2 separate regions of the Mus musculus genome follow, and region 1 is linked to region 2. Evidence: chromatin contacts called from public HiChIP or PLAC-seq data. All regions are on one chromosome and are shown on one strand. Each heading gives the region's core, a stretch centred on a gene start, on an enhancer-like site or on the middle of the called end of the contact. The rest is flanking DNA. Distances are from core to core; before and after follow the strand shown. Region 1 overlaps Rasa3 (RAS p21 protein activator 3). Region 2 overlaps Atp4b (ATPase, H+/K+ exchanging, beta polypeptide).

Evidence for each region. HiChIP or PLAC-seq counts read pairs in DNA pulled down with a chosen protein or histone mark.
Region 1: a FOXA1 HiChIP or PLAC-seq map of pancreatic cancer cells shows a contact between it and region 2. The contact joins two enhancer-like sites. A contact is called at or near these places in 2 of 39 promoter capture datasets (embryonic stem cells and pre-B cells) and 1 of 115 datasets of contacts at active chromatin or transcription factors (pancreatic cancer cells).

The regions. Positions count from the first base shown.
Region 1 is chr8:13,647,566-13,654,394 of GRCm38.p6, reverse strand. All of the region lies in intron 1 of Rasa3 (RAS p21 protein activator 3), which reads left to right. Among named protein-coding and RNA genes, the nearest start is that of Rasa3, 27 kb to the left of the region's middle. Within about 2 kb of position 5,339, at least 230 of the 459 cell types and tissues checked have an H3K27ac peak or open chromatin away from gene starts, as enhancers often do. A contact at or near this core is called in pancreatic cancer cells, where this site is marked.
Region 2 is chr8:13,380,198-13,387,728 of GRCm38.p6, reverse strand. It overlaps Atp4b (ATPase, H+/K+ exchanging, beta polypeptide), which reads left to right. Exons shown (of 7, transcript NM_009724.2): 6 at 190-300; 7 at 942-1,520. The coding sequence ends at 1,103. Among named protein-coding and RNA genes, the nearest start is that of Atp4b, 13 kb to the left of the region's middle. Within about 2 kb of position 4,913, at least 15 of the 459 cell types and tissues checked have an H3K27ac peak or open chromatin away from gene starts, as enhancers often do. A contact at or near this core is called in pancreatic cancer cells, where this site is marked.

The sequences.
Region 1 (6,829 bases), core at 4,090-6,589, 270 kb before region 2:
GTGCAGGCTGCTTGGGGCTTTCCTGAGAAGAGGGGCCCTGGCGGGGGCGGGGGAAAAGTTTGAGCATGGTTCTGATGAGAACTCACAGATCCTATTCTGATGAGGTTCCGGCTGGACCTGTCAACCTTGGGCAGCACTGGGCTCGCTTGGTGGATCATAGGAACTGGTGAAGGCTGAGAGTCAAATAGCACAGAAGCAGCCGCAGGTGAGGAGCCCTTTGCCCAGAGCTCTCTGGAGCCTGGATTTTCATGCTGCTGGATGCCTGCAGGTTCAGCTCCATCACAGGGTCAATGACTGCTGGGCAGCTCTAGCCCCCAACTTGTTTCCCAGAGACTAGAACATTATCGGGGGACAAGGTGAGGAAACACCTCCCCACTCAGCAGTCTCAGAGCTGGCCCCGGGGCCAGAGTCTGCCAAGCTGAAGTGTGCAGAAAAGCAAGCTCTGGCTCCAGCTCCCTCCTTGTTTTCTCCCAACACTGGCTGGTTTCTTCTCAGCCTTCAAAGAGTACACGTTTAAGAGCCCATGTAGAAGCAAGATAATATTCTGACTCTATTCTTTAGCAGTAGTACACCAAATTGTAAATGATCATGTTCAGTGTAGAAAATAGCATGTTACAGGATGCAGAAAGCCATGCCCTCTCCAAGGGCCAGAAGGAGCAGGGCCAGGGAGAAGCCTGACCCCGGGCTGATCTCCAGTCCTCTAGAGATGGATGGTCTGGGCTTGGGGAGTAAGCCTAGTTGGTAAGGGGAATTGCTAGCATGTTTGAAGCTGTGTGTTCTAACCCTAGCATTACATAAACCATGTGTGGTGGTTCCTGACTGCAGTCTGAGCTCTGGGAGACCGAGGCAGGAATACCCGGAGTTCAAGGCCATCCCCAGTCAGTTCCAAGGCAGCCTGGGATACATGAGCCCCTATCTGGGAGGAGAAAATTCAGTATGGGAAGGCTGAGAGAGAAGGGACAATGCTTGATGGGAAGGTTGGGCAGAGAGCACCGTCTGTAGAAGACTGGTCATGTAAGCATTAGGACACAAGTTCAGTTCTCAGAGCCCTTGTATGAAGTTGAGCATGGCGCCTTGTGCTTCTGATTCCAGCTCTGGGGAGGCAGAGACGAGGAGATCCCTGGGGATCACTAGTCAGCCACATTAGCCTAATCAGTAGACCCCAGGTCCCAGCGATGGCTCCTGAGCAGCAACAACTGAGGTTGGCCATGTGTCTTCACAAGCATGTGTGCACGCGTGCTCAAATGAGCACATACTCTCGCACTTGCACACACAAACACGCACAGATGTACGCGCACACACACACACACACACACACACACACTCACACTCACACTCACACTCACGCACACTTGGAGGGGTGTTGGGGAATCTAACAAGAAGATTAAACCAGAGTTAAGATGTATGCGTATCCTCCGACTCTTCTCAATACCTACCTTATTCTAACAAACTAAAGAGAAACCATGCTCAGGTATGTGTGTCTGGTCTCCAGCCTGATAACCCTTGCTCCTTCTAATGCACGGAACAATATAGAAACCTGCCAGATTTTGTTAAGAGAGTTTAAAAACAAAAACCTTGGAAATTTGCTTTGGTCAACAGTGCTTTGGTCAAGTGGAGTTGGCTTGTGTGTGAACATGGAGGAGTGGCTGAGCTGTATATAGAGGTAGGAGCGGGTTGTAGTGGGCTGCAGCTGTGCTGTGTTGGGGCAGTGGCTTTGTACTGATTGGCTCTGCTTCCCCAGACTCGCCCTGGGATGGGGAGACTGGGCAGTTACAGCAGTGGTGTCCGGTGTGGGGCTCAGCTAGTGGGTTGCTGAGAGTTGTTCTGTAACCTACATCCGGATTTTATTGCTCAGGTAACTGAAGCAGGAAGGAAAAACCTAAGGTCATTCAGGACTTTGACCCCTAAGGTCACTCAGGACTTGACCTGTAAGGTCATTCAGGACTTTGACCCTTAAACAGCTACTGATTGGCTCTGGGGCTGTTCTGGTGGGCGTGTGATCAGAAATGCTTGGTCCCGGGAAGTGATGTCAGTGCCTAGAGATACAGCTGTTCTGTGCAGGAGCAGTGAGACTGAGACAGAGGTGACAACCGCATTGCCGAGGGAGCTTGGAGACCAAGGCTGCTCTGGGAAGCCTGCAGACGAGAACCCAGGGGTGGGGAGGTTGTAGGTATCAGCAAGAGGGAAGGGGGTGTCCAGAGGTGTGTGAGCCGCAGAGCCTAGCATGTGCAGGAGAGTCCAGGGAGGAGCCGGATCAGCTGGGCACAGATGGCCACGTGGCAGTTGGGGCTTCCATGTTGGCTGGGATTAAGTTTGACTGAGACACCAGGAGGGTGGTGGGCCCTCATCTGAGTCGGTGAGGACTTGGATGTGGGTTTACTGGGAAGATTTCTTCCTGTGAGTGTTTTTCTGTCTGGGAACAGCTACATGGTAACGAAGGAGAGTCCTATCAGAGACATGTGGGGTGCATTCTGGGAGCTAGGTGTCCGGCAGCAAGCCATGTCAAGTGTCTGGCAAGAAGCAGGTGACGCTGAGTAGGGAGAACAATTCATAGATGTCACTGGAGGCAGGAGGATGACCCTGATCTGGCATCCATGAGTAAAATAGAATGGCTGGGTACCCTTCGGACCTGAGACTCTCAAGGGGGTTGGGGAGGAAGTCTGGGCGCTCAGGAGACATGCCAGGGGTTCTTGGTGGGAAGTGTTGCTCATGGTGCTTTCTCCTGAGTCTACTCTGTGTTCTCTGCTGCCGTGACTCTGGCAGCAGTGGAGTGAAGCCCGACACAGGGCAATGCACGGCAGGGCCTAGAAACACAGTACTGTTAGAGAAGTTGGCTACAAAGGGAATACATTTGTCCATTTATGTGAAGCATCCGTGGTATTGGTAACCCCACAGACAGGAAGGAGTAGTGCTGATTTCTGCTCTCTCAGATGATGAGGCCTCTCACACAGTGAGGCTCTGCTGCTCTGTGACACAGTCAAAGGTACAGACTTGACAAGGGAGAATTGTATCCTAGTGAATTACATCTCGGTAAAACATAATTGAAAATAAATAAATCTCAAACTAGCTCCTGTCTTTGGCTGACCATTGCTCTGCTGAAACTGTGACCAGAAGGAGTCATCTTGGGAAGGAAAGGGTTTGCTTGGCTCACAGTTCTGTGTCATAGTTCAGTGTCAAAAGCAAGTAGGGCAGGAACTTAAGCAGGGCGGGATGCTGGAGGCAGGAGCTGACACAGAGGCCGTGGAGGGATGCTGCTTACTGGTTCGCTCCCTATGGCTTGCTCAGACTTCTTTTTTATAGAGCCCAGGACCACCAGCCCAGGGGTGTCACCACCCACAGTAGACCGGGCGCGTCCCCATCCGTCAGTAATTAAGAGAATGCCCTACATGCCTGCCTACAGCCTGAGCTCATGGAGGCGTTTTCTTGATGGAAGGTTCCTTCCTCTCACATGGCTCCGGCCCATGTCAGGTTAACATGAAACTAACCAGCACAGATACCTTCTGAGGTCCACGGTGGCGGGGTCAGTGTGAGTGTGTGTGTGTGTGTGTGTGTGTGTGTGTGTGTGTGTGTGTGTGCACTCATGAGGACTCAGGAAATACAAAGTAATATTTACTTGGCTTCATGACTGACTCACCAAAGCAGATGAGGGCTTCTTGCCAATTTAGTTCAGCTTATTATCATTGGAGATGAAGAGAAGCCTGTGTGTGCCTCATACTTTATTTCCATGCCTGTAAGAAGAGGCAAAGGGAGGCTCTAGAATCCTGCAATGTATGTGCTGAGCTGGGAGGTGGTGGGGTGGGGGGGGGGTAGGTGAGGTGAGGGTATTAGAGGTGGTGTCCATCCCAGCTGGAGTACTGTGAATGTATGGGAGTGTCCTTGAGCCGAGCTTACCAAATGTCTGTCAGATTCCACTGGGTAGGTGAGAGAATAATAAAGCTAAAAATAAACTCCCAAAGACCTGCTTCTTTCTTCACTTTCTGGCTCCTTACAAAGATGAGGGATAGAGTGTGAACAGGTACAGGGAGTATGAAATCGAGTGTGGGTGGCGGCCACTGTCCATATGGAGGTAACTGCATTTCACACGAGGTCAGGGAGATAGCTTAGTTAGCAAAGTGTCTGCCTTGGGAGTATTAGGACCCAAGTTCGAACCCCAGAACCCACATCAAAAAGCTGGACATGGTGGCTCACGCTTTTATCCCTAGCACTGTGGAGATGGAGACAGATAGATTCCTGGGTCTCTGGTCAGCAGCCTAGCTAAGTTGGTGAGCCCCAGGGAGAGAGAGATCCTGTCTCAAAAATAAGCCAGATGGCTCCTGAGGAACGACACTCAGGATGGATCTCTGGCCTCCATGTGTATGTACACACACATCCGCCCACCTACACATGCATACAAAATAAAACTATAAAAAATTTTTTGCAAATGGCCCACAACATAGAATTCAGAAAACTGCGGCAGTAACCCATTCATCTTAAAGTGTACAGTTTCCACTAATCATCTGCTGCGATGTGCCGCTATGGATATCTAGTTAATCTTTTAAAAATTCACTCCCAGAACACCCTGTCATTTTCGGAAGCATCATGCATGCCTGTCCAGGTGACTGACTGTGGTTTGTCAACTCCTGCCTCCATAGGAACGTGGGCCATTCCCACCTGCTGGGTATTGTGGCTAAGCATAGCCACAATTTCGGTTCAGCACTTATAACCCTTCTTCTCTCTCCCTCCCCCTTCCTTCCTTCTCTCTCCGCTCTCTTCTCTCTCCCCATCCCATTCATTTCTTTCCTTATTCCTCCATCCCTCCCTCTCACCCTCCCTCTTCTCTCCTTCCTCTCCCTCCCTGCCCCCTCTCTCTGTCCTCTATCCGTGGTCCAGGGTTGGTACTCGTGTAACTGAGGCCCTGTGGGACCATTGTCTACTGCAACTTTGTCTCCTTTTGTCGCAGCAACAATACTCCGTGTTCAGTTTCTCCCCATTCTCTGCTTTGCTTGTTTGTTTGTTCTGTTTTTCTCTTTTAAACTGTAGCTGCCCTTTGTGCCCTGTGTGAAGTGTGATAGCTTGTGGTTTTGGGTTGAGATTTTGTAATGACTAATGACATTGACATTTTCTGTTTCTTTGAGGAAGTATTTGTTTAGGTCCTTGGGTCTCTCTCTCTCTCTCTCTCTCTCTCTCTCTCTCTCTCTCTCTCTCTGTCTCTGTCTTTCTGTCTGTCTGTCTGTCTGTCTCTGGCTTCCTTTGTTGAGTTGCAAAACTGTTTACAATTGAACTCTAGGGCTAGGAGTGTAGCGCTGTGATAGAACACTGCTAAGTTTGTGCAAGGCCCTGGCTTCTATCCACAGTACCAAACAAGCACATATACTAAGCTTCTGCCAGGCATGTGACTTGACAGTCACTGCTCTCCTGCTGTGGGTAGCCTTCCTATGTAGCCTTTGTACTGTGTGAGGTTGTTGTTCCCAGACACCAGTGCCGTTGGCTCTTCTTCACTTACCACTGCTTTCTGTGCGTTGGGGGCAGGGCGAGGCTGAGGTTGAATGCCCAGAGTGGGGGCAGCTATGCGGACATACCCTGTGTGTATGGGGGACAATTGTTCTGAGTTTCAAAGATTATAGGGCTTCTTGGGATTGTGACAACTAGGTCCTTCTTTGTCACCAGAGCCGTTTGTCTGACTATTCCTGCCTCAGTCTGTTGACATCAGGGAAGGGAGGAGAGGAGAGACAGGGGAGGGGAGGGGAGATAATTGTCTGACTATTCTTGCCTCTGTCTGCTGACAGCAGGGAAGTGGGGATAGGGACAGGAAGGGAGGGGGAGGGAAGGGAAGGAGGAATTTTATTGGCCCTTAATGAGAGCATGGCCTCCCCCTCTCTGCAGATGAAGCATGTCGCTGGTACAGTGTGACTGAGTAGCTACCCCTGTGTCTTCACCAAGGTTACACATGCATGCTGTCTCTTGCTGTACAGGAGTTTGGCATTACACTGTGTCCTCTCTGTGCTCAGAAGTCTCCCAGGAAGTGTCCAAGATAGCCTAGAGTACCCACAGGATGCCTGAGAAGCCAGACTGCCTTGTGTTCCATGAAAAAAACCTGGCTTTGGCTGGAGCAGTCCTCAGGGCCCCTTAAACCTGAGCAGTATGTGACTGACATCTAATTCCATAAGAGAGCATTCTAGTTGTGGCGCTGGGACATTTTGTCATTTGCCAGTAAATATTTAAATAGTTTTCCCTTCTTGTCAGAGGCTTATGATCAAATAGAAGCCATCCATTTAACATTGGTTCTAGATTTTTCTTTTCTTTCCCTTTTTTTTTTGTTTTTTGTTGTTGTTGTTGTTTTTTGTTGTTGTTGTTGTTGTCATTGTTTTTGTTTTGTTTTGTTTTTGTATCAGCTGAATTGAGGCCAGGTTCTGATGATTAGAAGACGGGAAAAGGTTTTGCTAAATCTTCTCGACACATCCAGTCCAGGACTCCTTCAGCTAATGGTGTGGAAAGGAGAAAGAGGAGAAAAGAGTTCCCCAAAATTAGAGGGTGAATGACCTCCAAGTGAAGCAGGCTTGTCACAGGAGGAAGCCCTTGTCCCCAGGTCAGGACTGGTGGTCCTGGCACTGTTTGCAATGAGCTGGTTGTTGGTAGAGAGTAGTCAGGTGGATGAGAAGCTGGCCCAGGGCTGGCCTTTGGTACCATTTTTATGGCTTGGCATTTGTCGGCAATGAGGGCAGGCCAGACAGGGATCAGCCACAGGCAAGTGGGATCTGTAGCCTGTGTGCACGGAGTCTTGCACAGGCTTCCGATATTGGGACCTTTAGCTCCCAACACTCTGGAGATAGAGGCAGGCGAACCTTGTGCC
Region 2 (7,531 bases), core at 3,664-6,163:
TCTTGCAGGCTCTCAGCCCTGACTATGGAAGCTGACTAGTTGCAAGGCTAACTCTATTACACTAGCATGCAAACACATGTCGTGTGATCACTGGCATCGGTACCAGTGCGTGCCACACATGTGGACTTGTACGCAATTGAACATGTGCCCCAATGCCTATCAGACTCAGCTGTGGCCTCTCCTCCCCAGGATGATCCCCAAAAGCCCCGGAAGGACACTGAACCCCTGCAGGTCGAGTACTATCCCCCCAATGGCACCTTCAGTCTCCACTATTTCCCCTACTATGGCAAGAAAGCACAGGTAGGTCTGCTTCACTCTGCCACAGGGCACTCGCTGAATTACCTCAGACTTAGCAACAGGGAAGCCAGTTTCTATTAAAAAAGAAAAGAAAAGAAAAGAAAAAAAGCAGAGCAAAGTAATCCCATCAGCACTTGGGAGGCGGAGGCAGGAGGATCGTGAGCCTAAGGTCATTATGGCTACATAGCAAGTTCAAGGCCAACCTGGGCTGCATGAGATTCTCTTTTGGAAAAAATGAACAAAAGAAAGGCATGATTTAGCCAGTCCTGAACACTTCTCATATCCACCTAAAAATGCACCCCCACACCCCCAAAAAGTCATGGCTATCAGCCTGATTCCCTTAGGGTGCAGGCTCTCCCACATCGTCTAGTGTCTGAGAATCTCTCCAAAGTGATTTCTCTCTCCGTGCTGCTCTCACGTGCTGTTTGCCATCGGCAGTCCCAAGAGTCACTGCTCCTAGTCGCTCTGTGGGCAGACACCAGCCGCTCTGTGATCCAAGGGCTCCTTTGGGCCAGACAGACCTGACCCCAGGACAGACCCACAGAGGAGTCCTTTATGCCTGCCCCTCCCCTCTTCAGTTAGCCTTGTTTTTCTTGACATCAGGGTTTTGTCAAGCATGTCACCCCCCTGTGCTTCCACTTCAGCCCCACTACAGCAACCCTCTGGTGGCAGCCAAGCTCCTCAACGTCCCCAAGAACATGCAAGTCAGCATCGTGTGCAAGATCCTGGCAGACCACGTGACCTTCAACAACCCCCATGACCCCTACGAAGGGAAGGTGGAGTTTAAACTTACAATACAGAAGTAAAACGTGGGAGTGGTGTCCACCCCTCAGATGGGTGGACACGGATGGACACTCTTCCTGACTGCACAGCCTCTGCTGGCCAGCATGCACGGCCACTTCCATCATGGCCCAGAGCTGACACCAGGAAGTGCTCCAGCCCAGCACTCCCCGAGTATCACCAACCCTCACGTGAGCGCAATCCTATCGGAGCTGTGGGGTTAACACGGGGACCCAGAGTCCGGCTGCCACTAAGGAAGGCCTATCTGTCCACATTTCTGTCCTGTGATCATTTGCCCGTCCTGCACTTCAATATGAACTATGGGTCCACATCAGGGTAACACTGGTCACCCTGGCATGACACATCTCCAGTTCGTGCTTCTGAGACCACAGTCCCTATGCCATCAAAACAAACTATATTAAAGTTATTCTTATTCTGTGTGAAAAATCCATGCCTTTCCTGACCCCAGGGGAAATTTCTACTAAGAACTGAACACCCCTTTATCTAAAACCTTTCTGTGATTTCAACCGCAATACAAGTGTCTTTGGCACCTCAGTCACCGGGGTCAGGCATCTCCGAGATGGAGGAAGGTGCAGGGAGACTCAGAGGGACCCACCCAGCCTGCCACTGCCCACAGACCTACCCTGTTGCCACCTCCTGTCTCTCAGCCCCCAAGGTCTCAGGCCCTTTCCTTAGAAAATGTTCACACTTCATATTGCCTCCTTCCATGCAGCCAAAGACCAAAAATGTCTGCATTTGTCTTTTCCCAGCTGAGACAGGCACAGCTCAGGAGGACAGACGTGAGTGTACACACACACACACACACACACACACACACACACACATTCACACACATACAGAGTGTAACCAGGTACAGAGCTTCCTGGGGCGTAAGACCTACACATGTATCTACACAGACTACCCTGTGTACCCTTTTATGTTCCGCAACGCACCCTGTTGAATACTTTAAAGTGACACAAGAATTGGGGGAAAGGGTTGTTTTCACTTCCACTAGCAAACGATCCACTGATCTGACCAAGCCAAATAAAACATCTTGCCCTCTGTCTAGTTAGAGTTATTACTGCTATGGTGAAACACTAACCAAATTGGGGAGGGAAGGGTTTATCAGGCTTACACTTCCATGTCACCATTCATCACTGAAGGAAGTCAGGACAGAAACTCACACAGGGCAGGAACCTGGAGGCAGGAGCTGATGCAGAGGCCATGGAGGGTGCTGCTTGCTGGCTTGAGTCTCATGGCTTGCTCAGCCGGCTTCCTTATAGAACCCAGGAATGACTCAACCAATTGGCTGGGCCCTCTCATATCAATCACTAATTAATACCCTAGAGGCCTGCCTACAGCTCAGTCTTACGGAGGCGTTTCCTCAGCCTAGGCTCCTTCCTCTCAGGTGACTCTAGCTTGTGTCACATAGACTACCCAGCACAGCTGACCTCTTGTCAGCTTGACACACAAACACATCACAGCTAAGACACAACCTTCTTTTCTTCCCAACACCTCACATTAAAAAACATAAATACCTTTAAAAGCCTAGGAGTCTATAAATTCAAACACAGTAAAAGTTCAGCCCCTTTAAAATATCCAGTCTTTGTGAAAATCCCCAATCTCTTTTAAAAGTTCAAAATCTCTTAATCGTGGGCTCTTGTAAAACTCAAAATTAAGTTAAATAATTCCTTACTTCAAGAGGGAAGAACTGGGGCACAGTCACAATCAGATCAAAGCAAAACAAAACTCCAGCAGCGCAAATAACAGCATCTAGTGTCTGAGATCTGCTCACAGTCTTCTGGGCTTCTCCAAAGGGCTGGGCTCGCTTCTCTGCCCTTTGCCTCACACACAGCTTTCCTTCTGGGTTCTGGCTGACTTAACTCCACTACTGCTACTGTTTCTGGTGGTCATCCCATGGTACTGACATCTCCACAAATGCTGGGTCTTCTGCTGCAACTGGGTTGCACCTTCACCAATAGCCTCTCCTAGGCTTCCTTCATGGTGCCAAGTCTCAACTTCTCTGCACAATCCCTTTAATTCTGGAGTTTCAACTATATGGAGGCTACACCTTCTCCAGTGACCCATCCTGGCTTCTCACAGTGCTAGGCCTCAGCTGCTTTTCATGATCCTTTCATGCATTCAAAACCAGTACCACCTGGATAACTCTTACACTACCGAGTTCAGCTGCCAGCAGATTCATATTCTCTCTCTCTCTCTCTCTCTCTCTCTCTCTCTCTCTCTCTCTCTCTCTCTCTCTCTCTCTCTCTCTCTCTCTCTCTCTCTCTCTCTCTCTCTTCCAAGATTTGGTTTCTCTGTGTAGCCCTGGCTGCCTCCCAAGTGCTGGGATCAAAAGTGCACCCGCCCCCCAACTCTCCCCAGTCACCACTAATTTCTCAGCTCCAGCTGACCAGCACCTATTGTGCCAGTAAAACATGGGTTTTACTTCATTGGTTCTGGTCTCTTGTTAATAATCATGCTAATTCTTCAGTCCCAACTGACCAGAACCACAGATTTGTAAGGAAAGTCCTGATGGAGTGCTTCCTTCCTCTGAAGCTTCACAAGCCAGGCCTCCATCACCTGCACTGCTCTCAATAATCTCATCTTCCAAGCTCCCACAGAACAGCTCACTGAGTTCTCAACACTCAATGGCTTTTCTACCCAAAGCCCTTCCATAACCGCACCCCACCCCCCACCCCCCCAAAAAAAACCAGCACAGTCAGGTCTGTCACAGCAAAACCCCACTCCTGATACCAACATCTAAGGAATTCTGTTGCTGTGATGAAATACCGTGACCAAAAGCAACTTGGGATAATTGGGTTTCTCTGGCTCACACTTCCATATTGTAGTCCATCACTGAAGTAAGTCAGGATAGGAACTCAAACGGGACAGAAAACTGATGCAGAGGCCATGAAGGGGTACTGCTTACTGGCTTGTTCCTTGTGGCTTTCTTAGCCTACTTTCTTACAGAACCCAGGACCACTAGCCAAGGACCACACCCACATGTGGGCAGGGCCCTCCCTCATGAATTAAAAAAATGCCCTACAAGTTTGCCTGCAGAATCTTTTTTTTTTTTTTTTTTGGTTTTTCGAGACAGGGTTTCTCTGTGCAGCCCTGGCTGTCCTGGAACTCACTCTGTAGACCAGGCTGGCCTCGAACTCAGAAATCCGCCTGCCTCTGCCTCCCGAGTGCTGGGATTAAAGGCGTGCGCCACCACGCCCGGCTCTGCCTGCAGAATCTTATGGAGATCCTCAATTGGGGTTCCCTCCTTTCAGATGACTCAAGTAGGCACAGAACTATCCAGTGCAGCCCCTTTTGTGTCTGGCAGTCCTTCCTTCCCACCTAACACAAAAATTGCCAGCTTGACTTTTTAGGGCAGCTGGCGACATCTGCTCATTCCCAGCTGACACCCACTGCCCCCATTTCCCCACAGACGCCGTGTTCACCAGGTCCCTTGTGTTTCTGTGAATCTAACTTTGGGTACCTTATGTGACCACAGTGTTTTCTTCTGACTGGTCACACAGAGACTCAAGTTTCATCCTGTGTCAGAATTCCCTTTTCAGTCAAGATTTAAAGTCTTTCTGTGTGTGTAGACCACACCTGTCCTTCATGTAACCAGGGCCACTTGGGTTGTTTTACCTTCGTTTTTATTGGTGACCGATGGTGCTTAGATCATGAGTGTTCAACTCAGTCTTCAAGACCTGCTTGCACAGCTTTGCACACACACCAAATTCCTATTTTTAACCCTTTCAGGGGCAGCCCTCCTGTGTTTCCCACTGAGGTGACTCCATTTCCTATCCCTACCAGTAGAGATTCCATTTCTCATATCCTGACCAACAAGTGTGTGTTAGACAGCTGTATGGTGCTATACCACAGGCCTGGGATTAGTCATTCAGTAAAGAACAAAGGTTCACTTTGAGTCATAACTGTGGGCTTTGACCAGGCTCACCCATTGCCTAATAGGTGTCTGGTAGGGCCACAATAGTATGGCAGGGAATGGTGAACGAATTTGGCTCACATCATAGTCAGGAAGCAGAAACAAAAACAAAAACAAAACAAAACAAAACAAAACAATCAAAAAAACCCACGCACAACTCAGATTCTAGGATCCGTCTCAAGGGCAGATCCCCCAAATGGCTTAAAGACTTACCATGAGGTCTCACGTCTTAAAATTCCACGACTTACCAAATTGCCAAACTAAGTACTTGCCTGTGTGGGTCTTGGGCTGGGAACAGGGCTCAGTTGCAAGCACAACTATCTAGCTTAGAAGCCCTGGGTTACAAGCGCAGCATATATAAACTAGGTGTGGTGACACACACTTGTACTACTGCACTTGGGAGTCAGAGGTAGAAAGAAAGGACGTTCATGCTCCTTCAGCTACGTAACAAGTTCAAGGCCAGCCTGGGACCCGGGAGACCCTATCTTAAAACAAAAACAAGAACAAAGAGTAAAAAGACAAGCACCACACCCAGGTAGAAGCTTTAAGGATCCATCACAGATCCAAGCCGTAGCGACTTGCCAGTTTCTGTATTTCCTGCTCTCACGGGTCGTCGTCGTCTGGGCATTATGATGGCATCTCTTTGTGGCTCTAACTTCCATTCCTTGATTCTTATGCTCATGCTTGCAAACCACTCCCAACCTTCACGGAGAGGCGTCCAATCACAGCCTTGCCCTCTCTTCACCAGGCATGCTGCTTGCTGTTGGTGGTTGGTTTTAAGAGTTCTCTCCATGCTACATACTGATTCTCAGAGTTTGTAAGGTATCTCTTTCATTCTATGGTGTGATGACTAATCTCACTGCCAACTTGACTAAAGTTAGAATCACTATAGATAGATACACTTCAGGGTCAGCGTCCAGGCCGATGTAAGAGGAAGCACGCTGAGCACTAGTAGCCATCTCTGCTTTCTGATCATATAAGAGCTGTCAAGTGCTCCCGCGGCCAAGCCTTCACCACTATAATGAACTGTTCCTCTCACAAGCTATAGGCAAAGCTTAGCCCTTCCTGCTTCAAGTTACTATCAGGTGTTATCCTGGTGATGAGAGAAGTCATGGATACACATGGGTTAGCAGTTGTCTGTTGCTAGTGACTTTCAATGCACAGTAAGTAGCCATCCCCACCGGAGGTTTACAATGTTTTCATTTCATGCCTTAATTTTTACTTTATGTGTGCTTTGCCTGCATGTATATCTGTGCATCATATGGAAGTCAGAAAGTATGAGATGCCCTGAACTGCAGTTACAGATGGTTGAGTTACCACATGGGTGCTGGGAATCAAGCCTGGGTCCTCTGCAAGAGCCATCTTACCTGCTGAGCCATCATCCCTGGCCCCCTTAGCTATTTATGTGGCACTCCATCAATCCAGTTTATTTCACTTGCACATATCCTTCAGTGCCAGAGGGACGATGCCAAAGCACCTAGCTTTGTGAACTAAGTGGCCTCTGGGTTCTCAGTGCCCCAGCAAACAGGCAGCCTCTGGTGGGGACTGACTCCCCAGTCCTCCTTGTGTGAGTCAGTCTGGTCGATCCTTTATGCTCATTCTATGGGTCTGGTTCCTCTCCAGAACCCTGATAGCTACACAAAAGTAATCAATGCAGGTTGCACCCTGCCTCCTTACTATTTCTAAAAGTATTTTAGTGGATCCCTTTGGATTTCAGATTGTATCTAATATGTAAGATTAACCATTTTACTTATCAAACTGGGATGTCTTTCATTTCTTACCTAACTCCTGGCTAGAATTTCTAGTATTATGTTGTCATCAGCACCCCGACACCCTGCTCCCTTCAATAACCGGCATCATGCTCAGTGGCTGTTCATTAATGACCTTGTTAGTTTTTTTTTTTTTCCCCTATTCCTCATTTGCTGACTACTCGAAAGTGCCGAGTTTTGTAAACTGTTTTCCTGATCAGAGCTAATCAGATAAGGTGATAGGATGGAGGCCTGTCAGCCTGCGGGTATGAGCTAACCCACGGTGTGCACAGGAGCTGCTTCTTTAAGTATAAAGGAAACAAACTGTGGAGTCAGCAAAGCTCTAATACTAGTGACTTTTTGTTGTTGTGTTTATAGAGGTCTATGTCCTTCATTTTGGTTTCTGGCCACTGCTGTCTTCATAACCTGATAGACTGTCATGAGCACTGACTACCAGACCAGGTACAGGGGGTACAAATCCCCTCATCTTTGATTTGGGGATGATTTCATCTCTCCTTTAATTTTTTTTGTTTTTTGTTTTTTTTTCGAAACAGGGTTTCTCTTTATAGCCCTGGCTGTCCTGGAACTCACTTTGTAGACCAGGCTGGCCTCGAACTCAGAAATCTGCCTGCCTCTGCCTCCCGAGTGCTTCGATTAAAGGTGTGCGCCACCACGCCCGGCTAATTTTTTTTTAGGAGAGGGAGTCCAAATTGAAGCATGGTCGTAACTCTGTGGCCTAGCCTAGTATATGAAATTGAAAATCAGTTCT